Linked DNA regions of Mus musculus: region 2 is linked to region 1. A link is a contact called in public HiChIP or PLAC-seq data. All regions are on one chromosome and are shown on one strand. Each heading gives the region's core, a stretch centred on a gene start, on an enhancer-like site or on the middle of the called end of the contact. The rest is flanking DNA. Distances are from core to core; before and after follow the strand shown. Region 1 has its middle 41 kb from the start of Hpgd. Region 2 holds the start of Hpgd (hydroxyprostaglandin dehydrogenase 15 (NAD)).

What was found. HiChIP or PLAC-seq counts read pairs in DNA pulled down with a chosen protein or histone mark.
Region 2: an H3K27ac HiChIP or PLAC-seq map of embryonic stem cells shows a contact between it and region 1, with 13 read pairs. The contact joins the promoter of Hpgd here to the enhancer-like site in region 1. A contact is called at or near these places in 3 of 39 promoter capture datasets (embryonic stem cells and liver), 3 of 484 Hi-C or Micro-C datasets (embryonic stem cells and liver) and 3 of 115 datasets of contacts at active chromatin or transcription factors (all in embryonic stem cells).

The regions. Positions count from the first base shown.
Region 1 is chr8:56,250,206-56,256,326 of GRCm38.p6, forward strand. No RefSeq gene overlaps it. Among named protein-coding and RNA genes, the nearest start is that of Hpgd, 41 kb to the right of the region's middle. Within about 2 kb of position 2,301, at least 14 of the 459 cell types and tissues checked have an H3K27ac peak or open chromatin away from gene starts, as enhancers often do. A contact at or near this core is called in embryonic stem cells, where this site is marked.
Region 2 is chr8:56,291,354-56,297,800 of GRCm38.p6, forward strand. It overlaps Hpgd (hydroxyprostaglandin dehydrogenase 15 (NAD)), which reads left to right and starts at 3,199. Exons shown (of 7, transcript NM_008278.2): 1 at 3,199-3,359; 2 at 3,586-3,709. The coding sequence starts at 3,267.

The DNA.
Region 1 (6,121 bases), core at 1,051-3,550:
TTAACCTTGAGATTCCACCTCACACCAGTCAGAATGGCTAAGATCAAAAATTCAGGTGACAGCAGATGCTGGCAAGGATGTGGAGAAAGAGGAACACTCCTCCATTGTTGGTGGGATTGCAAGCTTGTACAACCACTCTGGAAATCAGTCTGGCAGTTCCTCAGAAAATTCGACATAGTACTACTGGAGGAACCAGCAATACCTCTCCTGGGCATATATCCAGAAGATGTTCCAAGTGGTAAGAAAGACACATGCTCCACTATATTCACAGCAGCCTTATTTATAATAGCCAGAAGCTGGAAAGAACCTAGATGCCCCTCAACAGAGGAATGGATACAGAAAATGTGGTACATTTACACAATGGAGTACTACTCAGCTATTCAAAAAATGAATTCATGAAATTCCTAGGCAAATGGATGGACATGGAGGGCATCATCCTGAGTGAGGTAACCCAATCACAAAAGAACTCATATGATATGTACTCACTGATAAGTGGATATTAGCCCATAAACTTAGATTTCCCAAGATATAAGATACAATTTGTGAAACACAAGAAACTCAAGAAGAAAGAACACCAAAGTGTGGACACTTTTCCCCTTTTTAGAATTGGGAACAAAACACCCATGGAAGGAGTTACAGAGACAAAGTTTGGAGGTGAGACGAAAGGATGGACCATCTAGAGACTGCCATATCCTGGAATCCATCCCATAATCAGCCTCAAACTGCTGATTCCATTGCATACACTAGCAAGATTTTGCTGAAAGGACCCTGATATAGCTGTCTCTTGTGAGACTATGCAGGGGCCCAGCAAACACAGAAGTGGATGCTCATAGTCAGCTATTGGATGGATCACAGGGCCCACTATGGAGGAGCTAGATAAAGTAACCAAGGAGTTAACAGGATCTGCAACCCTATAGGAGGAACAACAGTATGAACTAACCAATACCCCCCCCCCCCCCGGAGCTCGTGTCTCTAGCTGCATATATATCAGAAGATGGCCTAGTAGACCTTCAGTGGAAAGAGAGGCCCATTGGTTGTTCGAATTTTATCTGCCTCAGTACAAGGGAATGCCAGGGCCAAGAAGTGGGAGTGGGTGGATGGGAGAGTGGATGGGGGAGCGTGTGGGGGACTTTTGGGATAGCATTGGAAATGTAAATGAAATAAATACCTAATTTAAAACAAACAAACAAACAAACAAACAGGGGCAGTTATATCCCCCAAGGTCACCAAAGGCACTTCTTGCTCTTCCTTTATTTGTTCTAAATTTTTTGCAAACTGATGTTAAATGTCAGTCTGCAGTAGATTGTCACTGGCATCCAGTTACTTCTAGTTCTTATGCCATGGTAAAATGGTGGGACCCATTAACTAATGAATGGAAGGGTCCAGACCTGATCCTAATCTGGGGAAGGGGCTCCGTCTGTGTTTTTTCACAAAAAGAATATGGAACGCGATGGCTGCCTGAAAGATTAGTTCGTCAACTGGACACAGATTCTGAATCTTCTAGTAAGTATGACTCTAGCCTTGATTATGGTTAAAAATTCTCTTTAGCCGAAAAGTTAATTTAGAGCACAGCCTCCACTCCCAGAGAAGCTGCAGCCTTTCTGCAATTCTCACAGCTACCTTCCCCTCACAAGGATTTCTAAGGCTAAGCTAGATCATTGCTAATTTGCAATTGAATGGAGTACCTGGACTTCCCCAAAGAAGCTTTTGAACTGTTGCTTTTCACTGTTTCCCATTGTTTTTCAAGCAGGTTAGTCAATGCCCCTCAGCCTGACTGCAGCAGGTGTGCAGCCTCACCTCAAACACCGCAGGTGACAGTTATTAATCTTCATGAAGAAGCATTCTAAGTACATATTGTGGCTTTGGTCTGAATTGGGAATAAGGTGTGCTAATGAGGGCCAGACAGTCAAAGACGGGCACCCAGATCTTGGAACCATACCAATCTAAGACAGAGGTACATGCCAAAAGGCCGTGGCTGTTGATAACACACCACAGAGCCATGTTTTGTATGAAATATAACACAAACAAGCTTTACATAACCTCCAAGATGGAATTGGATGGTTTGGGAAGATCTAAGATTTCCTAAGACAGGCATAGTCATCAGCCACCATACCTCCCAAGCAGGACTATAGAGCATAAATAAATTTTATGCCTCAGTCCAGCTTTTTTTTAATATTAATAACAGGGGGAAATTGTAACCTCCCCCAGCCTGAAGCAGGCTAAGCTAGACCTTGACCTTGCTGCCAATAAGGAGATTACCTAGGGTGGAGCCTTCCTCCCAAGATCACTCTATTGTTCAGCCACGGCCTCTGTTCCCCTTCAAGGTACTGCTACCTGCTGGGAGGCAGCTGAGCTATTCTGGAGACTACACCCTATCCTGCAGCTGGTTCCAGGCTCCAAGAATGAACTGAAGAAAATGGGCCTGCCCTCCCCCCACCCCCTTTTATAACTGCATTTGCCATTAAAAATTTAAGCTTTGATCAGGAATCTTGACTTAGCTCCATTTTTCTCTCAACCGCCTAGTTCCTCTCTTTTCAGCCCCAGCTTGCCTTCCAGGTGAAACTCCGTTCATGTGAGCCATGGTCGGCTTCCAACAGCAGAGAATGGCCTTATCTGGCATCAATGGGAGGGAAGACCCTTGGTCCTGTGAAGGCTTGATGGCCCAGCATAGGAAAATGCTAGGTCAGTGAGGTGAGAGTGGATGGGTGGGGGAGCACCCTCATGGCAGGAGGGCAATGGAGGATGGGTTAGGGGGGTTGCAGAGGGGAAATCAAGAAGGATGATAACATTTGAAATGTAAATAAATAAAATAACCAAGAAAAAAAGAAAAAAATTGTCTTTAAAGATACTTTGTTACTTTTCACTGGTGCATAGAAATATAAAGACTATAATCGATATGTGTAGAGAATGTGTAATAATTAGGTCAGAATAACTATCATATATATGACCTCAGACTTTATTATTTATATATACTGAGAATATTCTGTACCCTCCCTGAATTATCCTGTCAAATTAATTGTTCTGCATTACACTGTAAAACATTTAGATTGTTTAAAATATTCTACTATACTATAAAACATAAAGAATTTATTTCCACCATCCATCTCTACCAATGGTAGTGGATTTTTGATAAAATTATTTAAAAGAACAAATGAGAGAAAATGACTTAGAGAGAATGGGATTTCAGACTTTAGCCCAGTTTTAGAATTAACAGAGCAGAGGCGTGTTAACAAAAAAATGAGAGCACAGTTAAAAGTATGACAGCTCCTGTCTGAATCATCTCATCTCATTTTTTTTCTCCACAGAACTTCAAAAGAATAAAGAAACTTGAGCCAACTAAATGCATGCTGTCATAGCCATTCATTAGCTGTTCTTTGAATTTCCAAGACACATTGCACTTTGCTTAAAATGAACATGAATTCAAACAAGCTTATACTATGAAATGTCTTGATAACAGGAAATCAATTATTAGGGGATAGCAAGTAGACCTTTTCATCTTTTAATAAATGCACAAATATCCATTATTTATCTCTAATAAATTATGATTGAGATGCTGTACTGCAAATGACTTAGGAGGTAGTAGTGAGGAATCACTGGATTGCGAGGATGGCAATTTACCTTTCATTTCTGTTTTATATTTTGAAGACAGTTATTTCAGGTTAACATTTTGTGATATTATTTAATTTAATAGCTTACAAGACAAAATAAATAGTTTGAGGTATTTGCCAAAGCATAAAATGTCTCCATTTATACTTAAATACTTTGTGGAACTCTGTCCTCTGGGCATGACCTGCTGTCCCCCTCTTGAAAACTCAGCTCTGGTCTTGTGCAGTTACTTAGAAGAGCTGAGTTCCATCATAAAGCAGAGAGAATAGTATCCCTCCCCCCACCCCCAGGTTTATAGAAGCAGTTTGCTGTGGGGTGAGAGAGTTACTTTTCAGAGATTTACCCACCCATAACTTGCTGTTGCTTCTGTCAGTCATCCCAAACTGAATCACTTCTTAACCATTCTAGATTTTGTTGGGATCTTTTCTTTAGTCTGTTGTTGGTGCTTTTTCTGGAGTGAAAATTTGTCTTTCTTCCTCTGCAGGGAAACTTCATACCACAGATAAATTAGTGAAAAAGAGGAATCAAATTTAAAAGTTAAGAAAATCCAAAAAAGGACAACACCAGTAGGCATGCTACATTTAAAAGGGTCAAAAAAAAAAAAAAAATAGAGAACTAACAGAAACCAATGCCTGCTAAGAGAGGGAGAAAGTCTTTCCCAGGGATGATCCTTCTAATTGGTTATCTAATAAAAGTCATCACTAAAATAATATATTTGTAAGTAATACTATATAGACTCAGCAAATTATATTTAAATTAATAAATGTATTTAAAATATTAATCAAAGAAAAAGATAATATCAGTTTTGGGGGGCTAGATTAAAAAAGGGAATGGTAGGAAGTGGTATAATTATGTAATCTGATTAAGTTTTTGAAAATTAAAAAGATATATTTGGATATTTGAAATAAGTGTTACGTATAAGCCCACAACTTTACTGAGTATTATAAGTTGAAAAATAACATAGTAGATGAACTGTACATACAGTGTTCTTCAATGGTTGAAACAAATATCTAAAAATTGATAATTATCTACACAATAACATTTTTATTTAAAACTTAATTCAAAGATAATATTTCAGATGAATGCCACATCTCTCAGAAATATAACAATAAAATTACAGAAAATTGAAATGAAAAAGTAATATTTATGTATGAAATATCAGAAATGAAATTTGTTCATTTCTAGAGAGTACAGAAAAGTCCATCGATGAAAAAGCGGTGAATTAAACAACAAATTTAACAGATGGCAGAAAGCAAAAAGAATGCAAGGCTGGAGAGATGAGTCAACATTTAAGAGCACTTGCTCTTTAATGATGAGGACCAGACTTCAGTGTACAGCAGCCATATGAGACCCCAGATGCTCCTCTAAATACTTGTAATCCCAGCTCTGGAGGTACATAGAGACAGTAAGGGTAGAGGTTTAACGGAAACAGCCCCTTTAGAGCTGTATTTTCCAAAGTCTTCTGCTCTCTGCATAATGTCTGGCTGTGGATTTCTGTATTTGTACCGTTCTGCTGCAGGAGGAAGATTTTCTGATGATGGCTGAGCAGGACACTGATTTATGAGTACACAAGAATGTCATTTGGAGTCATTTTATTGCTATGTTTGTTGTTTTATAGAACAGTAAGTAGTATTTGGTTTTACTCTAGGTCCCTGAGCTATCTAGTCTCAGGTTCTTGGTCACCCAAGCAGCTTCAATCATGAATGGATTCAATCTTATAGACTGGATCTTAAGTCAAATCAGGTGTTCATTGGATACTCCTACAAGCTCTGTGCCACCATTGTCCTGGCATATCCTGCAGACAAGACATCGTTGTAGATCTGTAGGTTTGTGGCTAGCTCTTTAATAACATGAAGAGTTCCTTCCTCTATGTAAGAATGAAGGCTCTATGTAAGCAGCAGATGGACTTTTGCATGTCCAGTAAGTTGTATAGGTGGTGTGTTCAGCAGTGGGCCTTGCCACCAAATGTGGATAGCAGTCTATTATCTTGGTAATAGTCTGGGTTGTTTGGTGATTCCCATGTCTCCATTGTCTAGCAACTCAATTAGATGTAACCCAATCCAAGTACTAAAACCTATGTTTGGTTACAAAACATGTTCACTTGGGACTCTTGTTAACCCCATTGTTTCATTTAGATCACCTTTTATATGTGTATATATTTTAGGAAGCTTTACTGTATTAGGTTACCATACCACCCTTCAAATGGCCCTTAATTTTAACTATCTCTCCCTGTATTCCTTCCCTTATCCTTTTCTTCCCTACTTGTCCCCACTTGTTCCTTCTGTTCCATCCACACCCCACCCATCCATAACTATCTGTTTATTTTATTTCCCTTCTGTATGGACATCTGTCACACACTAGTCTCTTACTCTATACTAAACCTTTGTGGTTCTATACATTGTAGGTTGGTTATCATTGACTTAACAGCTCATAACCATATATAAGAAAATACATATATTTGTCTTTCTGATCTGTGTTACCTCACTCAGGGTTATTTTTTGAGTTCTATCATTTA
Region 2 (6,447 bases), core at 1,949-4,448, 42 kb after region 1:
AGACATGAATCACATTTTTAGTAGCAACTTGCTGGGGTGGTAGACAAATGTGGCTCATGTAAATGAAAGTTAATTATACAATTCACACAATTCCCAGGGAAGTGGAAATAAGATTTATCAAACTCCACAGAAGAGTCAAAACATCTTTACAGCATAAAGAATGTTTGGGTATTCTTATTTTTATTTTTTAGAAAAGAATACACAATGACCAGTAGTTATTTTAAAACCCAAATGTAACTCACTTATAAAATATATTAAACATTTTAAATCTTTTTCTTAAAAAAAATATATCTTTTTTTTCCTGATCTTAACATGTAAAGAAAATCAACACAGTGGCTAAAATCATAGCATTTAGGAAATATTTTTCATCTTCTCCTGGCATAACTCCTGTTTATCTCTGTTTTTCTTCTTCCAGCATGCACTGAACACACACACGCACACACACACACACACACACACACACACACACACACACACACACACTTAGGCCAGATACTGGAAGGCAGAGAAAAAGAACCAAGCTTCTATGAAGGTCCTCAGATTGTAAACTCATTCCAGTCATTCATGAGCTGGATTTTCTGGGACAGGGATTTGGTAGCTGGAGAATGAAGGGGAGGAAATATGGAGGGGTGGGATATGGAGGTGAGCAAGCCAGGCAGGGCAAGGCCTTGAAGGCAGAGACTGGAGTGTGTTGTAACTGATCCTGCTTCTGGGAAAGTAGGAAGGGGCTACTGGGTAGCTGTACAGAGTGGATTACATCATAATCAGTACCTGGAGTTAAAGAATTTTGATCACTACAGTGGGGGAACATGGGTCAATCTATGCCTTTAGAACTTTTCCTGGTCTGAGCGCAGAAGCAGAAATTGAAGGGCAAATCAGTTCAGCAGCCCAAGTGCTGTTGCTATCACAAAAGCCAAGGTTTGAAGGGAGCCATTGGTGGTGGGAATTGATAGGGAGGGTTAAGGGGAACTGATTTTGAAACCTTAGATCTCCTTTTGTGCTTAAAATAAAAGTCCTTGTTTCCCCTTCTCTCACGGGTGTGATTTATGAACAATCTAGAAACAATTTGTTAAGATTAATACTTATTACGCTATTATTCTGTGCCAGGCCCTGTGGTAATGCTTCACATGCGTTGCTCAAGTCTTACTTAACAAATCAGGAATCTGAGGCACGATAAAGGGAAGAGCAACACCCTCCGCGTCATCTGAAATCTCAACCATAGACCCTCAGACTCCTGTTTGGCTGTTTGGTGTTTGGTTTTGGTTTTGTTTTCTTTTTTTCATGACACCAGTCTCTTTAGTCTGAACCAATCCTGTCCTTTCTTAAAGGAAAACTTAGTCTCCTCCTAATCTCGCCAATGACTACCCGGTCCTAGATCCATAATGATGGGCTTGACAGTAAAACAACCTCTCTCTCTCTTCACCAGCCACTTTCTCCTAAAACTTCGCATCAGGTGCTGTGCCTTTTAAATTTACTCATACTGGCTATTACTGCTCTAGCTGATTGAAAACCTTTTGCCAAATGTGGCGCTCATCTCCATCAAAGCTTTAGGGACCACTTGACTTTTGGAACGGTTCCTCTCTGTTGAGCGCTGCAAAGCCACTGCTCTTCAGACATCTTCACTCATAGTGCAGTAGCTGTTTTTGTTTTTTGTTTTGTTTGTTTTGCTTTGTTTTTCTAGCTTTGGGCAAATCCTTCCTGGTGAAGATGTGTTCTTTTTCTCAAGCCTTCAGCCCTGGCTTTCTGTTATTTGCCTGTCTTCTTCTTATTTGTCTCTGCTGTTCTCATTCAACATCAAGCCCTTACATACACCCACTGGTGAGTTTCAGTGACGAGTCCCACACCCAAATGTATACGGGTAGGACTAACTGAACTTAGCAGTTTACTTGGGAGAAAAAAAACAATAAGAGAGGAGGGGTTGTTCGGGCATCTGAGGAAACTTGGAGGGAGCAAGACATATTTCCTTGTATATGTGCATGAAATTCTCTAGAATAAAGAAAAAATTAAAATACAGTGCCTCTACTTCCCCTTCTCAGTACAATGCTGGATATAAATATGTTCCTATCTTCTCAGCATTTTTTTTCAAGATCTAGTTTCAAGGCAACTTTGAAACCAGTTGGCTTAACACCAACTCTGTATTTTCTGCAGCCTCTCCAAACACTTCCCTGAGGAACCGGGCACATTCACCAAGGCTTCCTTCACTAAGCAGGCAAAGTACACAAAGAACTCATTCTGCTGTTAATCTCGGGCTTCCCGCGTGCTCAGATGTCTTTGTGCCTGAAAATAAATGCCAATGAATTAAACTGACAGAACGCACTTTGAAGCCTGCCGCTGTGAACGTGAGAAAGGGACTTAGTCAGTGGACTCGTGTCCTGGCAAACAGTCACCCTGGCATAAAGTCAGGGCTCCAGTTCCTGCAGGTCTGGGGACCTCAATACCAAATCTGGATTACTGAGCCATAGGAGCCAAGGTGGTCCAGCAAGTAAACTTCCATCAAAATCACAATATGCAAGGCTACCACTGATGCTGGCATGACTAAGGACAGTTCAATATGACACACAATGGACACTGATCTGAGACAGAAACTCCAGGAAGATTCTTAAAACTCTGGCGTTGGAACACGATTCAGGTTTTGGGAGTCAGAGCAAAATTAAACTCTTGTGCTCACTGTTTGTACAAAACGTCAGTAAATAAAAGCGTTATCCTCACTCACCCCAAGCCCATAACTATATTTGTTTATGAAATGAGAAGTTATGAAAAAGCTTAACACACACACACACACGTGCACAGCAACGCCCCTTAAAATATTGTTTTTGATTCCTTCTTTTGCTTGCTTTTAATTTAATATTTATTGAGGCTGTGAGGAGAAATCCAAGTTTCCAAGCCTCTTCTCTTCTCTCCTGTAAGATTAACTTTTGAGTCGTTCAAGAAACTTTTCCAGAAAGTTTGTCTTCCTTCCTTTCAGCTTTTCCTCTCTTAGCTCACTGTGTTCATGCAGCCAGAGGCTTGGGGAAAATTCCTGCTGGGGAATCTGCAACAGCTGAAAGCCTAGAAGGCAAAGATCACCTTGTGCGCCGACCCTACCCTGGTGCTCAGGGGCAGGTGACACAATGTCGGTTTCCTAGGCGCTGGCTTGACAGTTTCATCCCCGCCCACTGGCAAGAGAGCTCCTAGGGCCGCTGCACACGCGCACGGAGTGGGCTATAAAAGCTGCTGCGGCGTCCAGACTCTGAGCTCGCCCACCACCCGCAGAGACGCGACCCGCCATGCACGTGAACGGCAAAGTGGCTCTGGTGACCGGCGCGGCACAGGGCATAGGCAAAGCCTTCGCTGAGGCTCTGCTGCTCCATGGCGCCAAGGTAAGGACTTCTCCGTGTCCACCCACACGCCGCCGGAGCCCCTGGGGTGCCGAGCCCCAGGCTCGCAAGCCGACCTCCAACGCTGCTGGCAGAGAACCCGAACTTGGATGAGCACATTCTGAGGTCTAAGAAGGGAGCGTCTTTTTTATCCATTGCTTGTGTGTCTGTGGCTTGGTGGCGGCTGTTTCCTTCATAGGAGACCCGCTCCCTCTTTTCTTGTTTGTAGGTAGCATTGGTGGATTGGAATCTTGAGGCAGGTGTAAAATGTAAAGCTGCCCTAGATGAGCAGTTCGAACCTCAGAAGACACTGTTCGTCCAGTGTGATGTGGCTGACCAGAAACAACTGAGAGGTAAGACGTTGGGGAATCAATCCATAGACTCGGGAACACACCTTGTGCAAGCAGCAACCTGACTGCCAGGTAGGAGCAGACAAGGCTGAGAGCCAGCAACGCTCTCTCACGGGAAGCTGTGACCTTCTAACTCCAATGGATAGTTTGAATTTCTGTGCTTCTTTCTGATAACCCAATGGACATAAAAAGTAAGACAGGACTGCCTAAGAAATCCTTCTGTTTTAGCCACTTGGCAGCACAGAATGTAATCAAATCTTTTGTGTATTCGAAGACAGTGCTGCTACAGTTAATTACCCAGTGAGGGGGACAGGCTGCGGAACTATGGCAAGCAGTTCTCAGAGAGCTGGAAGACTTCTCCAATAACAATCAAACTCAGCGTGCCTTTCGCTTAGACACTTCAGACGCCAAGTTCCAGGTCATGGTCACAGGCAAAGCAATTGCTTTTAGCCAGATCTTTGCTCGGTTTCCCCTCTAAGATGGCACTTAAAATAATAACTGTATGGCGTTAAATTTCTTCTTCTTTAGAATTAAAGAAGAAAAGGCTCTATCGCTTTTCCCCAATGTTTTCCTGTTTTTCTGTGGTCTCTTAAAATAGATCCATCTACTTGTGAAATGTCAGGAAGAATATTGTCATCAGCAATGCACACTGGCTGTATAGAGGGCTCAAAGGATTTCCCTAAAGATAATTTCTCCAGGAAAATATAGAAAAAAAAAAGATGTTTCAAAGGGCATTGTTCAAATAAACAAAGTAAATCGGTAGGCACCTTTTTAATCTGGAAGTCAGAATACAAACCCAACCTGCTCTACAGTGTCTATCAATGGAATCCTGAGATCTTAGGTTTCTTACATCTTAGAATATACCCTATGAATAAAAATGGACGGATCCATTAGAAGACAGTGGACCTAAGATAGGGGTAATTGGATTAAAGAGAACATCATTAACATCTGAAAATGCTAATCTGTCCGATAGTAGAGGTAGCCTTTATGAGTAGAAGAGATCTTTAAGAGAAGTCATAATAGAACATCCTTTGCCAGAGAATGGTTTTATTGATACTATATCATTTAGTTTCAATGACAGTCATGCCCAGTCCCAACATTCATGCTACTGGACTAGGGACCAGTAAAGATAAATTATATGGCTTCACGCATGGTATTTAATGTGTTATTCTGCCAGTATTTAAAATGAGTATCATGTCTACGAATATATTCCTTAAACATTAAGTGATTGTGAAGGAACCTCAAGCACACAGTAAATGGCCCAGAAGACCTGTCTATCATAAGAAGTCCCCACCTTGTTTAGAGACCCTCATACATAAAAGGAAAGGATTCTTGAAACTTCAGAACTTAGGGCTGCCCACAACTTTTAAGACTGTTTAGATACATTGGGCTCATAAAGACACAGAGCTGAAAGGGTTCCTGCAGCCCATCTAGATACGTTATGGTGAAAATCAGCAAACCAGAATAGCACAAAATGTTCAGACAAATTATAAAGAGGATCATAGCATGTACATGACAGAAGGAGCTAAACTTCTAAGTCACTTGAGCTGAAATCTCAATGAGATGTCAGACAGCAGACAGCATAGGACACTTTAGTAAAAGTCTAACCAGTGGCTTCCAGGAGGGAAGAAAATTAAACCTAGACATGAAACCTAGACATTTGCTGGAACCAATTTACGACTTAAGGAACTGTTTTAAAGTTGCACTGAAATATAAATGATATATATAATATCACTATATATCACTTTTAGTTTTGGTTTCCGGCTTGGCTTAGTAAGTATAAAATGATGCTTATGCAAAGCTTTGTCAATATGCTTAACAATCACCTTTGATGGTTGTTAATAACTTTTTGAATTTATTTCAGTCAAGATAAATTTTGGGTTGATCTATCTATTTCAAAGAACCCATATGTTCACTTGCAGGCCTAAGAATACACATCTTCCATAGGAAAGAAAAAAGATAGTTGGCTGCAGTCTGAAGTAATAGAGATAGATTGAAAATGACCATGGAACTTGTCAAATCTTTAGAAGTATATAAGAGACTGCTTTAAGAAGTCCGAGTTTCCTAAGGTTAGGTGACGCCCTCTTTGAACTAGCTGTTGAGGGTTTTCAAGTCTTTGATATATCGTAAGACACTGAAATGAGTAAGATTCAGGTCTGGGAATCTATAGTAAGTTTCTCAAATAAACACCGCTTTATACAAAGCCATAATACTGTAAACTAGCAATGATAATAGGAAAGAAGAATGAAATAGTAAACATGAAAGCAGATTAACACAATGAAATTGACTGAATAAAGCATCAACTTTTACTTATTAAACAGCAGAGATTCTTTTTTTTTTTTTTTTTTTTTTTTTTTTTGGTTTTTGGAGACAGGATTTCTTTGTATATAGCCCTGGCTGTCCTGGAACTCACTTTGTAGACCAGGCTGGCCTCGAACTCAGAAATCCGCCTGCCTCTGCCTCCTGAGTGCTGGAATTAAAAGCATGCACCACCACGCCTGGCTTCAGAGATTCCTAAAATACAATCATAATGTATTTAAGTGCACTGAGTACTTGAGTTAGTTTAATGCTCTGCATATAAAATATAGATTATTAAGAGCGGATATTTGAAGGACTAGAGGTATAGCTCCTGTGGTAGAGCACTTTCCTAGAATGTGGAAGGCTCTGGATTTGACTCTTGCTGCAAACAAACACCAAGTCTATACCAAAGTGTTCCAATTACTTCTTAGGAAGAGAAAGGT